2 separate regions of the Mus musculus genome follow, and region 2 is linked to region 1. The links are chromatin contacts, called in public HiChIP or PLAC-seq maps. All regions are on one chromosome and are shown on one strand. Each heading gives the region's core, a stretch centred on a gene start, on an enhancer-like site or on the middle of the called end of the contact. The rest is flanking DNA. Distances are from core to core; before and after follow the strand shown. Region 1 has its middle 120 kb from the start of Tgif2lx1. Region 2 holds the start of Pcdh11x (protocadherin 11 X-linked).

Region 1 (7,082 bases), core at 2,447-4,946:
CCCAAAATTGTAAGAAAGAAGCTGTATCCTAAACTAAACTGTCTTCAAAGCCTGTTAACTGATAAGAATTTAAATAATTATGGAGATATTGGAATAGTAAAGACTGAGTTCCTAATTAAAATTAATCTTAGGTTATGATTAGTCCTCTAAATAGCCATCCTTTACCTGTATTGTACCTAACATCATAAGTGTAGGAGATAAAACTACTGCAGTGTATTAACAAAATCATAGTTTCTAACAACCAAAAGGCTAAGAATTCCATTAGACAGCATCTGATTCTTACATATATGAAATTTCCTTTGTTTTTCTTTAACATGTCTATTTAATTTTTCAACAATATATTGTTTTAATTGTAATTATCTAGTGTATTATCTCTTTTATTAGTTTATCTGTTTATTCACTTTATATCCTGAGTGCAGTCCACTGCCCTTCTCTCCTTCAAGTCCCACCCTCCCACCCTCCTCTCTCTATTCCACCTTCATGGGTCCCAACCTATCTTGGCACATAAAGTCACAGTAGGAGTAGGGGCATCCTCTCCCACTGAGGCCAGACAATGCAGCCTAGCTAGGAGAAAGTGATTCAAAGTCAGAGACAGCCTCTGCTGCAATTGTTAGGTGATCCACATTAAGATCAAACTGCATGTTGTCCTGTACTTATGTTTAGGATTTCTGGGTCCAGCCTATGCATACACTTTGGTTTATGATTAAGTCTCCATGAGCCCCTATGGGCCCAGGATAGCTGACCTTGTGAGCCATTTTGTGCTGTCATTGACCCCTCTGGCTACTAGAATCTATCTTCTCACTCTTCCACAAGACTGCACAAGCTTCACCTAATGTTTTGCTATGGGTCCTTGTATCTGTTTCCATCAGATGCTGAAGTCTCTCAGTAGAGAGTTATACTAGATTCCAGTCTGCAAGCACATCAGATTATCATTATAATGTCAAGAATATCCAAGATATAATTTGCAAAACACATGAAACTCAAGAAGAAGGAAGACCAAAGTATGGGTCCTTCTTAGAATGTGGATCCTTCTTTGAATGGGGAAAAAAATACCCATGGAAAGAGTTACAGAGACAAAGTTTAGAGCTGAGATGGAAGGAAGGACCATCCAGAGACTGCCCCAGCAGGGGATCCATCACATATACAACCATCAAACCCAGACACTATTCCATATGCCAGCATGATTTTGTTGACAGGACCCTGACATAGCTCTCACTTGTGAGACTATGCCAATGCCTGGCAAATACAGAAGTAGATGCTCACAGTCATCTATTGGATGGAATATAAGGCCCCTAATGAAGGAGCTAGAGAAAGTACCCAAGGAGCTAAAGGGGTCTGCAACCCTATAGGAGGAACAACAATATGAACTAACCAGTATCCCCCAGAGTTGTGTCTCTAGTTGCATACGTAGCAGAGGATGGCCCAGTTGGCCATCAATGGGAGGAGAGGACCTTGGTATTGTGAACATCATATGCCCCAGTACAGGGGAATGCCAGGGCCAGGAAGCAGAAGTGGGTGGGTTGGGGAGCAGGATGGGGGGAGGGTATAGGGGGCTTTGGGGATAGCATTTGAAATGTAAATGAAGAAAATATCTAGTAAAAAAATGCCTTAAAACGGAAAAAAAAGTTTGCTCTTTCCCATGGGATAGACCTCAATTTGGGCCAGTCATTGCTTGGCCATTCCTTCAATCTCTGTTCTCTGCTACATCTTTATCCTTACACATATTGTAGGCAGGACAAATTTTGGGTCAAAGATCTTGTAAGGGGGTTGGTGTCATCTTCCCTCCACTGGAAGTCCAACCTGAGTATAAGAAATAGACAATTCACCAAAATTTTTTGAGGAAAAAAAAAAAGCCTTGGTTTATATAGCTTTATTTGTTCTATTGCTTTAAAAACTTCATAAAACTTCTTCCACGTGGTACATAGAATTTGAGTAAATTTTAATTGGGGTTCCTGGGCAAGAGGAATACATGAGTAACTTCTATATTATAAACTCTAAATTTGATATTATAGCAGTAACATTATAGGATATTTAGAGCTTACAAATATAGAAGTCATTCAAATATTTATTTGTTCATTTAGTTGATAATTTCTGATTGACACAAATATACTCTTCAGTATATTTTTGTGCCACATTTGAATGACAGTACCCAGAGAAGACAAATTCATCATGCCTGAAGAGCAATGGTCAATCATGGAAATAATTACCTGAACTTTGCTGGTTGCAGAGGTCAGAAAATGTATAAATCAAGGCATTTTTTAAAGTATACTAGGAGGAACCTCAGGTGCTATAACAGAGCAGGTAAAACTGTTACTGGCTTTTACATGAGACCTTATCACATTCTTAGTTTGGGGCTTGGAACAAGTAGGAGTGCAGCTGTCTAAGTAACAAATTTCCATAAGTTTTAAGTTACACAAAGAAATGGACAACGAGAAGCATCCCAAAATACTTTAGTCCAAGATCTGCCACCTTCTAGCTGTTTAAAAATATATAAAGCTTCAAACATTCTGTCAGTCCTTTAGAATCCATAATGCAATTGTGTCTACATATTTGGATGTAGGTTGAGAGTGGGTTTCTTAAGATGTTTAGTTCCCACCATTATATATTCATCCAAACATTTTATTTTATTACAAGAACCTTCTTCACTTCCTCCCATTTTCTCATGCAGAAATCTACAAACCGGATTCTTAAATATCCTCTTATTTAAAACTGATCAGATTATTTCCAAGTTTTTGGTGGGCAATATTTATATTTCAAAGCATAAATATATTATAAGATGAACAAAGGACAGAAAGAGCTATCTATCTCTGTGCCAGTAAGCACAGCAATTTCTGTTATTAAGACATCAGGGGCTTTTTGAAATAAGGCTACGTCTTATTCATCTGTTTTCTAATGAAATATCTTTTTTGTGAGAAAGTAACACATAAACAGAAGTATTTCATTAAGTTAACATTAAAAGCGAAAGAAAACCTCAAAAATGTTGTTAATGAATTGAACCAATTAGTGACTGAAATCAGTGAAATTCATTCAATTCAGTAAAGAATGAAGGCTCCTAAAGAGCCAAGGCACAAACACTGTGTCTAGCTTCATACTCAGAGCGGGTACAGAGAAAGAGGATTAATTTATGCTTTTCTTAGATGGATTAAAGTCATTTGGCACAAATTGTAAAGTTTCTTTCTTCTCCTTTTTTCTTGAACATAGTCCTATTTACTATCAAACTCTCAGGCTGGGAAGTAAAGAGGGGAAGTAGCTAGAAGAGGGAATAATTCATACATTATTTCTGTCTTTGGTGTAAATATCCTGTGCACCTGCAGCTCCAAGACAGTTATGGAAATAGAAGTGCTTAGAAATTCAAAGCAAGTTCGCAAAGTGCATGTTTTACCATGCAAATCGTGTACTTCACACACCTGTATAGAGTTAAGCAAAATGGTTTATTTAGGAAAATATCTTAATTTCCCACCTTTGTACATTTTGCCATTGTGAATGAATGACAAAAATCACATTTGGTCAATCTGAAGTGTATTTCATAATACTGCTCTACTCTGCTTTTTGTGAGATTTGAGTGTTGCAGAATGAATTAAAGGGTAACAGACACAAAAGAACTGTGCCTTAATGAGAATTCACAGAGAGCAGTATTCAGCCATTTGCACTTTGGTTCATGAATAACAAGTGACCATTCATGCTGCTAAGTAAGCAAACTAGCCACAAAGGTGAGAAAAGACAGTGATTTAGGAGAACTGCAGTAAGCAGGGGTTCTTTCTAACCTCAGGGTGCTTTTCATTTGCTTAATGGTTTAGCACAGGACCTGACTATACAAGTGTTAGCAAATCAACACCTTTTCTTTACAGTATCCCTTAACAGGGATACTCAGTAGAGTCAGACTTATAAGGTGGTAAGCTTTTCAGTACCCAATTGATGAGAGCTTGTTGCGGGAGCCCAACAGGGTTTGCTTCTAGTTTTTTCCAGTATGAATATGATTTTTTTTTATGTAGAACTGTTACAAATGCTTTCAAGAAGCACCCCAATATAAAATGTGAGTAATAGACAAGACTTTTACTTCACACTTCACAAGACTCTTTTATTTTCTGTGATATGTGCCAAGACTTTCATATAGGTGATCAAAACATGCATTCATTTTTGTTCCTTTTATACAAACACTTTTGATTGTGCACTTATTTGGGGCAATTTCCTGGGCTAGGAGTAAGTATCCCCAATGGAAATGGTATTTAAAGTAAAACACCAAAGAAATGACTTAAGGTAAGCTGAAAATAAAGAAAAAAAAATTGACACAGAAAACAAAACAAAACAAAACAAAACAGAGAACACATAGTAAGAGTAAAGCTTCATCTTATTGTGTAAGGCAGATTTGTTGCATTAATACTATAAGAAAAGGATGAGAGATGTAAATGAGATGATGTCTAAAGTGCAGGAGCACAGATAGCATGTGTCTTAAATGAAAGCATGAACTGGTAGAGTATTGATATAACTGTTAGTGTGGACAGAAAAATGATGCACACTTTTCTCTGGAAATTTACGATAGCAGTGATAGTGGTTAGCAACTTTTAAAAATAAAGAAAACCAAGCAGTCTTCATTATGGTGAACAGACTTGTAATGGTTTTCTTTGAGTTTGCAGTCAGCAAGAAATTGTGGACTAGTGCCATCAGTTATTAAGTTTGGCATAATTTACGCTTCTACCCATAATTATGAGAACAGAAATTGGGGGATAGATTTAGTCAAAGGTAAACAAGATGAATGAAGAGAATTTTAGGACTCAAGTATCTATCTCTAATAGAACAGACAGGCATAAGACTTTGTAGAAAAGAAATGAATTACAGTGACACAGAAGGCTGAAGGCACATACATTGGGCTATGTCTCTTCAAAGCACAAGCACTGTTCCTGTCGTTCTACCACTAATCTGGATCGTGGTTCCCTTGATATATAGCTTTATGTCAGCTTGAAACAAGCTAGTTTGAAAGGAAGATGCCGGAATTCAGAAAACACCTATGTAAAACTAGGTCCCAGGAACTATCATACCTGTCTTTGATTTGGGAGTGAGGATTTGTAGATGACTGAAATATGGAAAAGCATCTACTTTCTTTCTCTAAGTTGTAGTCTAGGTATATGAGATAAGGAAATCAACTGAGACTTTTTTTTTTTGCCTGAGACTCTGGGCTTGAAGGTTTCTAAAAAGCCTTCTGTGTCCTCTCTATACTTCTCTTCAGTGCATTTACAAATTGAAACAGGATGATTTGTGAATATTTTTGTCTCAATTCCAATAGATTTGCACTCGGAGCTTCATCTCACAATGTTGGTAACTTTAGTCCATGTTATTTGACATGTATATCCACTCTGTGGGTTAATATAATTTGTGTGACCAGCATCAGAAGTAGGCAGAAGAAAACATCTTTTATATTCAGAACAAGATAGATCTTCCTTTTCTGGGGCACAGACAACAAGCTTAGAAGGAAGGTGTAGATGATTTCCAACCCATTTGTTGATTTTTTAAAAATCCTGTACTTGTTGGATGCTTTATGTGTTAGGCTTTAGGACACAGAACAAGGAAATGCTTTATAGTAAGTGGCAGGGAACAAGAATTCCTCCCTCCTTCAGTGGGTTGATATGTTTTATGATCTCTTCCTTGGCCTAAAAGATCATGGAGTATTATTTGATGCATTCCAGTATTGTAGAATTTAATGATAGTGTGGCTAGTGTGCTAAGACAGCTGAGATCCTATCAACCTAAACATGAGCATATATTGCTCTTAGTTCCTGCACATAGCCTGAGGATTGCTCTTATTTTGCTTGGTTGAGTGTTCCTGTTAGTGGTACAGCTTAGATAGAGGACAGTTATCCGGAATATTGGTAGGAGCTTGGCCTGAATCTAGAGCTTGGATAGTCAGGTTCCCAAAAAGACTGTGGCTCTGAAGTTTTGGGTTTGGGCACACTGGTATAAGCAGAAATGAATGAGTGCTTGTGGTTTTTGTTTTGTTTTGTTTTGTTTTGTTTTGTTTTGTTTTGTTTTGTTTTCTTTTCTTTTCTTTTCTTTTCTTTTCTTTTCTTTTCTTTTCTTTTGTTCTAGGTATATAATCCAGAAAGTTGTCCATAGGAAGTAGATAATTGGATTGTTGCTCCTTGGATTGTTGTTTTTCTGGTGTCCAAGGGTTTCTCTCAAGACAGAGTGAGCTGAATCAGTGTCTATAAGAAAGTTAAAGGATTTCCCATTACTCTTCTTTTGCTGTCATCCTGGACTCCCTGGGAGGCTAAGTCATATAGAGCCTGGCCCCATCAATATCTAGCTAGTAGGATGGGGTGGCACTTTTTTTTTTCCTGCCAGGGCAGTCATTCTTTCACTGACTATTCCTAGAATAGACACATTAGTCCTTATTTCCTTCTCTTTTCTCCTTGTCTATTTTCCTGTATTTCCTCTTTTGTTTATTTCCCTAAGGGCAGTGAAGACTACCCAGGAAAGTGTCCCCACCACCCCAGTCTGTCTTTGGATGAATTTCAGCTATTTTAAACTTTCTGAGTAATTTTCAAATTTGAGATCTATTCATCCCTTTAAATTCTCCTAATTTCTTCTTATATCTGGGGTCAACTACATAGCAAAGGCAATAGTTGTGCCTTGCTGATTTTCAGGGGCATCTGAGTATATGGGTATAAAAACCTGATTTACCTCACATAGCTTTTTCAGAGATCCAGCATACCATTAATTAGGCCCTTGAGTGATGTCACTTACCTTGAACAACTTGTTAGGTTTTCTAGCTGCCACCTTTAAGCCTCTCAATAATGTTTTGTGAAAAGTGCCAGGGACCTCTTATTTTCATTGGCATTAGGATCCCAACTGGGTTGGATGGGGAACATGAATGTCTGCTCTATCTGGCAATGTCCTACTGTCTTGCCTCAGAGCCAATTTCTTGCTAATTGGCAGTAAAAAAGGGTGGCCAGGAACTTCTGGCAAGGATCCCAAGTTGGATGCTGTGTATAAACATCAATTTTCACTTGTTTTCAACAAGCTGATAAGTGTCTGTGGCTTCTCCCAAGGAAGAGAGTTTTGAGTCTTCTAGTAATATTAATTACTGGT
Region 2 (7,082 bases), core at 1,323-3,822, 1.7 Mb after region 1:
TTCTTTTATTATTTTGAGATGTGGATTTCTGTCAGTCTTTTCAACAAACTGCATTTTTTTCCCTTGGAGGATTTTCAGGGTTACTTAGTTCAACTTGTAGAGTCTTCATGGTCTATGAGGAATGCTTCTATGCTATAGAGATGATTTTCTTTTTGGCTATACACATAAAATGAAATATTGCACTCTACACTCCATACTAACTATTAAACGTTTATTTGGCTGAATGCTTAATCCACTCTGAACAGAATGACAGACTAAACTTAAGAGTATAAATCCTTATACAAGTTACATGTGTTTTACAAACATTCGTTCAGGAATTATAGGACACACTTAATAATGTTAACAACATAATTCTGTCATGATGATAGCTTTAATAACAGGTAATGACTATTTATCTCCCCTTACATCAAACTGAGATGGAAATCTTAAGAAAGCAATTGATTGATATCTACTACAGGTGTTATGAGGAATAATTGGTGCTTTGAAGGTATCACTGTGACATAGATTTGCCACACTATTTTAGATCAACCAGTGATTTTATTTTCATTGAGTTACTGCTATCCCTTATGAAAGTGTCACAGAACAGTTCAACATCCAAGAGGCAGAACAGTAACATTTGACAGCATCTGATTTCATCTCATACACATTTCCTTGCTCTGACAAAGAGAACAGAGGCCACTGCTAGATATTCTGAATAATGAAGTCAGAAATACAACAGGAATAAAATGTAATGCTAAAGTGTCTCCCTGGACCCATATAAGAAAATACGTCCTTGTGTTTTATTTCACGAAGACTGTACTGAACTGCCGTGTTGAGGTTTCTCTTCAGCAGTGGCTTCAGGTATAAGAAATAAAATACAACAAAAATGTTTGAGGAATTTAGAAAGCAAGACTTTAAATTAAAATTAAAAACTACAATTGGAAATTGGAAGGGGGTTAGGAAAAGAGAGTGGGGTTTAGTGGAGCAAAGATTCATAAAATTTTGCCCTCAAAGGAACTTTCTGTAAAAATTCTGTTTGTGAAAATCAGCCAGCAATAACTAGCAGATTATTTTTTTATACTCTGTTCCTTTGCAGATGCAACCTCTTATTCTATTTCCCCATCAGTGTACAAGATTAAAATCAAATGTACATCAAATTGAGATGGAAATCTTAAGGAAGTATTAACAGAATTCATTGATTTTAGTGTCTGAAAGCAGTGTACTTTTTCTTGTTTTATTTCAGAAAAAAAAAAAGCAAAACCAAAAACCGAAATCCAAAACCAAAACTCAGTTTTCCCTTTCAAAACTAAACTGAAGAACCAGAAATGTAAGGTTTTTTTACACATTAAGAAAAGAAAGTGAATTTTTTTCTAAAACACACATATTTTGTGCAGACTAATTTAGACAATTCACTTGTCTCATTTCCTGGCCTCTAGGTAAATATAAAGACATCCTCTTTGAAATTAGAACCAGAGAGGTCTGGGTGTTATTATGTTTTTGAGCCTATTCTATAGGTAGGGAATTAACTTCTGTTTCTTGTTATTCATGAGTTATCTGAGCCACACACCTGACACAGTGACCCTTGTTGCTTTAGTGCTCTCCAGAGACCTGACACCCTATGCCAGGCAGGCTTCACCATCTGAGATGCCAAGCTTATTGGCAAGCATTAGGGTTGCAGCTCCAGGCTGTGCTCTTCCTTGTCTGGTATCCTTTCCTGCTTTCAAACGGCATTGTTCACACAGTGACACCACCCCACCCCCTCAAAGGGTCACAGACATGATCTGTTTAATGATACCCTTAGTTTTGCTCTGGGATAGCCAAATGTCGTATTTCCTCCGCAGACACTCACTCCACCCTACACCACACAGGAGAATGTGTGTGGACAGGCAGCCAAGATTTCTGAGACCTCTCACAACTGGATATGGTATATTCAGAAACAGGCACTTGGCTCAAATTGCGGGTTCTCCTGGATCTTGCTCCTACTTCCTCTAGTGTGCCCTAAGTACCCTTTGTATAAGAAAATGGTGTTACTTGCTGTTAGTTCTCTAGCTGGAGTCAGCGGAGCTTGAGGAATCCTGAGAAAGGCACGCATACCAAGAAAAATCAAACTTCTGTAAGATGATGTAAACGAGTGAAACTTAAAGAGGAGAACTAAAGTGCAAGGAGAGGGGGGACCACCCGGGGGAGGAATGCTTGCCCTGCTTATTTTGTTCAGTTTGTTCCCCTAAGCATCCAGTCCCATAAAGGAGCGTGCAGGCAAAACGCTTTCTGCCTCCTTCTCTGGGCCACAAGATGTAACTTCCCAAGCTTACCTCAGTCTCGCCCCCGCACCGCTCCTGAGGTTCTTCATCCTCTGGGAGAGGCGGCCTCCTGAGCTGGAGTGGGAAGAGGGGTGCAGGGAGTGGGGACAAAAGGGGGGTACCCATCAGTTGGTGCTGCGCCATCCCCTCCCAGCAGGCGGCTAGGGCACTCGTTCACTCCTTTTCCCCCCCCCCCGCCTTCCACTCGCTCACCCCCCTTCTGTCCCCCTTCCCCCTCCTGTCTAGTCCCTCCCCCTCGCCATTGAAAAGGGCTGGCTTGGCAGTGGCTCCTTGCAGTCGACGAACTGTCAGGGCGGGAGTAGCTGTGAGCCAGAGCAGCCAGCAGCGGCCCGCGCAGCAAAGCGGAAAGCTAGGCTACCAGAGTGCAAGGAGTCTCAGTGGCAGAAGCTACTCAGGCGACACAGGCAGCCCAGCTAGCCCGGGCCGCCCGACCAGCCTCACAAACAGCCTCCAAGACAAACAGCTGCTCTGCGGACTGCGAGCTGTGGCGGTAGATCCCGCTACAGCAATCGCAGTCTCTGTGGAGCGGGCGGAAGCCTTTTTTTCTCCTTTTTCGTTCCCCTCTTCATACTACTCAAAGAGGAGTCTAAACAGTAGGTAAGTATCGGGTTCGGTTCGGGAGCTAAAGCCGCTGAGGCTGGGGACTCATGGCATGTCCTGCGCTTAGGACGCGGTGACTGCTTGCGCCTGGGATCTGGGCAGTTGACCATAGCATGCTTTTAGAGACCTACTGGTGCCCTCCCTTCCGGGTTCTGTTCCCTAGAGGTAAGAAAAAGAGCAAACCCGGGAGATGAGCTCCCAAAGAAAATCTTTTGACACTGCCTCCACTCGGTTTGGTTACTTTGCTAAAACTCTCACTTTTGTCAGAAAAGTGTCCGCGCATGAATTTCTCCGACATGGGTTGTGCAAAAAGGTCTTTCACTTTAATTGATTCTTCCAGCTTCAGCGAAGCTGAATGAAACTCTGATCTGGGAAAGTGCGGGGATGCAGAGTTGACGCCCCAGACCATTAGGGGAGACACCTGGAGCAAGTCCAGCTGAGGGGCAGTGTGCCTCAGCAGTGAATCCGCGGTGGACCCTGGAAGCTGGCCCAGCTGCGCTCCTCTCTGGGGTCTCCGATTTGAGTCCAGGTTTGATAGCGCAACCCGGTTGGGGAGCGACCCTTGCCGCAGGGCTTCGGAAAACTGTGCGCACAGCAGGGCGCCCAGCGTCTACTGGATTGGTCCTCCTGGTATGATCCCATTTCTTCCTGCCCTGGGACCTAGTGGATGTAGAGATGGTAGGTGTGAGAAATTCTGTCCCCCCTTTATAAATGCAACTTCGTATAAACCAGCAGCTGAAAATCAATATTCTTTTTTTTTTAATTTGGGGGGGGGGAGACTTACAAAGTCAAGCCCAACATAAAAGGGTTCCTCTATTCTCTAGAGAAATGACTCGGAATTCCTTAGCCAAAAGAACGCCCACCTATGTCATAAATACCTGGCGTTTTTCAAGAGAGAATCAAAAAGCAGTTCCCTCCACAAAGGAAGGATCTTCCTAGAGCTTGTAAAGAAAGGCCCCCTTTCCCCCCAAAAAATGTCTCTTGCTTAGAGCTTCATTGGAAAAGGTGACTTTAAAAAACGGCTACATTGCTTTAGAGACTTTGGAAGAGCGCAGCAACAGTATACCTCCAGTTGGAGACACTACTCTGTGAGCGCAGTCACAAAGCTACTAGTCCCTGGGGTGTCAATGTCCCAGAGTGCATGGCAGGATCCATTTCTGTGTCTCCCCCAAGGAAAGACTTTTTAGGGGTTGAGTGAAGATGGCCCCTTTGCTGCCTCTGATTTATTCCAGGCTCCACTAGGTTAGCTGCCTTTGCGGCTTGGGGTGTGGGGCACTGGGATGTGTGCTTGGAGTATGTGAGCGCGCGCCTCCAGGCGGGCACTCGCCTCTGCGAGCGGGGTGTCCTTCCAAAATGTCTCAGGGGGGCTGGGAGTCCAAACTTGCGCCATTGCGGCACCCACTAACAACGTAAATCAGGGAGAGCAGGGGGGTCTAGTACAAAAGAAAAAAATAATAAAGAAAATTAAAGGGTAACAGAAGCAAATGATGAAGGAAAAAAATTAAAAAAAAAAAAAAAACATAACGCTGTCCTTTCCCTTACTGTGAGGAAACTTTCCAAAGGCAGATTTATATCAGCTTGGGGGCTGTTTCTTTACAATGGACCCAGTGTGAAAAAAGTGTTTGAGAATCTAGGCCATGGGCAACGGGGCAAAAAAATAGGAGAGTAATGGGGACAGAGGACCCCTGAGTGTGGTACTAGCTCTGCAACCAGCAAACAACCTGAGGAGCAGGCAGATAATTCTGAACACAGCACAGTGTAACGCCAAAAAAGGGTGAAAATGCTAGGTGTCTTACTTGTCATTCAAAAAACAAAACAAAAAAAAAAAAAAAAAGGAAAGAAAGAGAAAAAGGAAGAGAAAAAGTGAGTAAAACAAGTGTGACTCAAGAGTGAATAAAGGAGTTGGGGAGATGCGCTGGTTGGCGCCTCTGCAACTTTGGAAGATGTGCACTTTTAATCACGTTTGAAACAAATTCACAAATTCCCACGGCCAAGGCTCTAGCCTCAGGGCTGTCTTTGCCTGTGTTTTTGTGCGGGGGGAAGCTTTTGAAAGCTTGGGAAAGTAACTGATAGTGTGTCCGTGTTTCACCTTTCTTGTCTTTGGTTCATCCGAGGCAGAACTGACAGTGTGCGGGCGGTTTTGAGAAAGAACCAGGAGATGAAGGAGCCAAGGTCTAAATCTACCTTTCTCCTGCTGCTAAATTAAGAACTGCCGCGCCCAGCTCAAGTCCCGGCGCCGCCGCCAGGGCGCTGAGTTCGCCAAGCGGCTCGCTAGAGCCTCAGAGAGCGAGCAGAGGGAACGCAGTTCGTGCTGGGGTCTTTTTCACGTGGGCCGCCCCTCCTTCTCTGGCAATGATGTCAGCTGCAGTGAGGGTCCGCCGGCTGGCAGGAGAGCGAGCGACTAGGACGGGTAGGGAGCGGAAGCAGGCCAACCTGAGGGGCGCGCTCCCCGTGCGCAGTCGCCCTACGTCCCTAGGCTCCTGCGCAGCTGACCCCCATCCCCCTCACCTCCCAAAGGCACCCTGATCCTCAAAAGGTACATCAAGGTGCCGCCTGCCCGCTGAGCTTTTGGAACTCGGCCTTGAGAACCGTGTGTGTGTGTGTGTGTGTGTGTGTGTGTGTGTGTGTGTGTGTGTGAGCGCGCGCGCGTGCGCGCGTGTGTGTTGCCCTCCCTCCTTTCAGCCTGGCTCTGTTCTTCCCAGTTTCCAGCTCTTGCCTTTTTTATTCACACTGAATTAAATCATCCAGTGTTAATGTACCGGGGTTGAAATCTCTGCGTGTCTTGCCCCACCCACCCCCTCCATGCTGCGTGATTAGTAAAGATGTAAGAATCACAAATCTTTACTCCCATTACCCATCCCCCACCGGCCAGTCTATGCAAGAAAGCAAGTTCTTGGGGGGTGATGCTTGGGGTTCTTTTCTTCAGGAGATGGGGTGGAAAGGGAAGGGGACAAAGGTGAATGCTCTGGATGAGGAGTCCCTTGTATGAAAAATACAAGACTGGAATTAAGAAGTCCAACACTGTGAGGTTTCTGGCAGCAGGCAAGGAGGAGTCGCGGTGTTTTTTATTCCAAGGCTATGGAGTCACTTCTGTAGACCAATGCACCAAATTGGGAAGTTTCCTGAATAGGTTTATTTTATTTTATTTTATTTGTTTGTTCTTCTTTTTACTAGACAGAAGCCACGTAGTTTCCCTTTATAAAGTGGTCCAGTCCTTTTTGAGGAACAACACCCCACTTTCCTGAAAGCAAAACCAATCCCTTTTCCCACTGAGTGTGAACAATTTATTCTTTAGCTACAAGAGAAGGAACCTAGTGAACACTTGGAGAAGGTTATGCAGGGCGAGAGGAAAAAGACACAAGCTGGGCATGTGGACACCAACTGAAGCCCTCAGCTGTCACATTCTTGAGGAAATTAGATTCGAGGGGATCACAACAAATTGCTTAGCTGCTGCATTTCCTTTGGCGGCAGAGGGGAATAGCACAGTAGCTTCCGTTTTGTAAATGTGGGTTTTCTATGCTCCCTTTTCTTCCCTTCCTTTTGACACAAAGCATTCTTTACATGATATACCACTCCCACAAACTTAAGAGCTGCTGTGCGTTTGAAATGCAGGAAGAAGGGAACTCAGATGAAGCATAAAACCACATTCCTTTTCTAGGGCTAAATCATTTGCTAAGAACCCACCCTCCCTTTATCACCCAAGCTCTGTTCTGATAGATGTCCTTAATGTTGGGTTTCTGCAGCTGGAAGGCCTAGCTGAGAGGACAGCAGGTTTCATATTATCCTTTCTCTTGGTTTTCAAAACTTCATGCAAAATAGAAATTCCTGATAATAAGCTTCCTGATTTTTGTTGGCAGGACGAAATCTGGTAAGGGACTTTAAAAGCAGAAAATTGTCTGGTTATTTGTTGTTGTTTGTTTGTTTAGTTGTTTTTTTTTCCTGTCTACGGGATCAGTCCACAATAGCTTTTGGACAGGATTTATAAGATTCTTGGGGGAGCACAGGAAGATATACAAACAAGGAAACTGTATACAAACCACTGGCTTTGAACTACACTCAGGAAATATGTATGGCTGCCACGTTTTCTATTAGTAGAAAAGGAAATTATGCAAGGGATGAAGACCTGAAAGCTAATTTCCTCCAATAATCTTGGTTTACATATTTGAAAGGAGGTGCCATCCA

Evidence for each region. HiChIP or PLAC-seq counts read pairs in DNA pulled down with a chosen protein or histone mark.
Region 2: an H3K4me3 HiChIP or PLAC-seq map of neural progenitor cells shows a contact between it and region 1, with 20 times the contacts expected there. The contact joins the promoter of Pcdh11x here to the enhancer-like site in region 1. A contact is called at or near these places in 2 of 39 promoter capture datasets (hippocampal neurons and liver) and 3 of 115 datasets of contacts at active chromatin or transcription factors (astrocytes, neural progenitor cells and stem cell-derived neural progenitor cells).

The regions. Positions count from the first base shown.
Region 1 is chrX:118,592,610-118,599,691 of GRCm38.p6, forward strand. No RefSeq gene overlaps it. Among named protein-coding and RNA genes, the nearest start is that of Tgif2lx1, 120 kb to the left of the region's middle. Within about 2 kb of position 3,697, at least 8 of the 459 cell types and tissues checked have an H3K27ac peak or open chromatin away from gene starts, as enhancers often do. A contact at or near this core is called in neural progenitor cells, where this site is marked.
Region 2 is chrX:120,287,755-120,294,836 of GRCm38.p6, forward strand. Pcdh11x (protocadherin 11 X-linked) reads left to right here and starts at 2,573. Exons shown (of 7, transcript NM_001271809.1): 1 at 2,573-2,897. It overlaps Gm30577 (a long non-coding RNA gene), which reads right to left and starts at 2,480. Exons shown (of 4, transcript XR_387050.3): 1 at 2,292-2,480.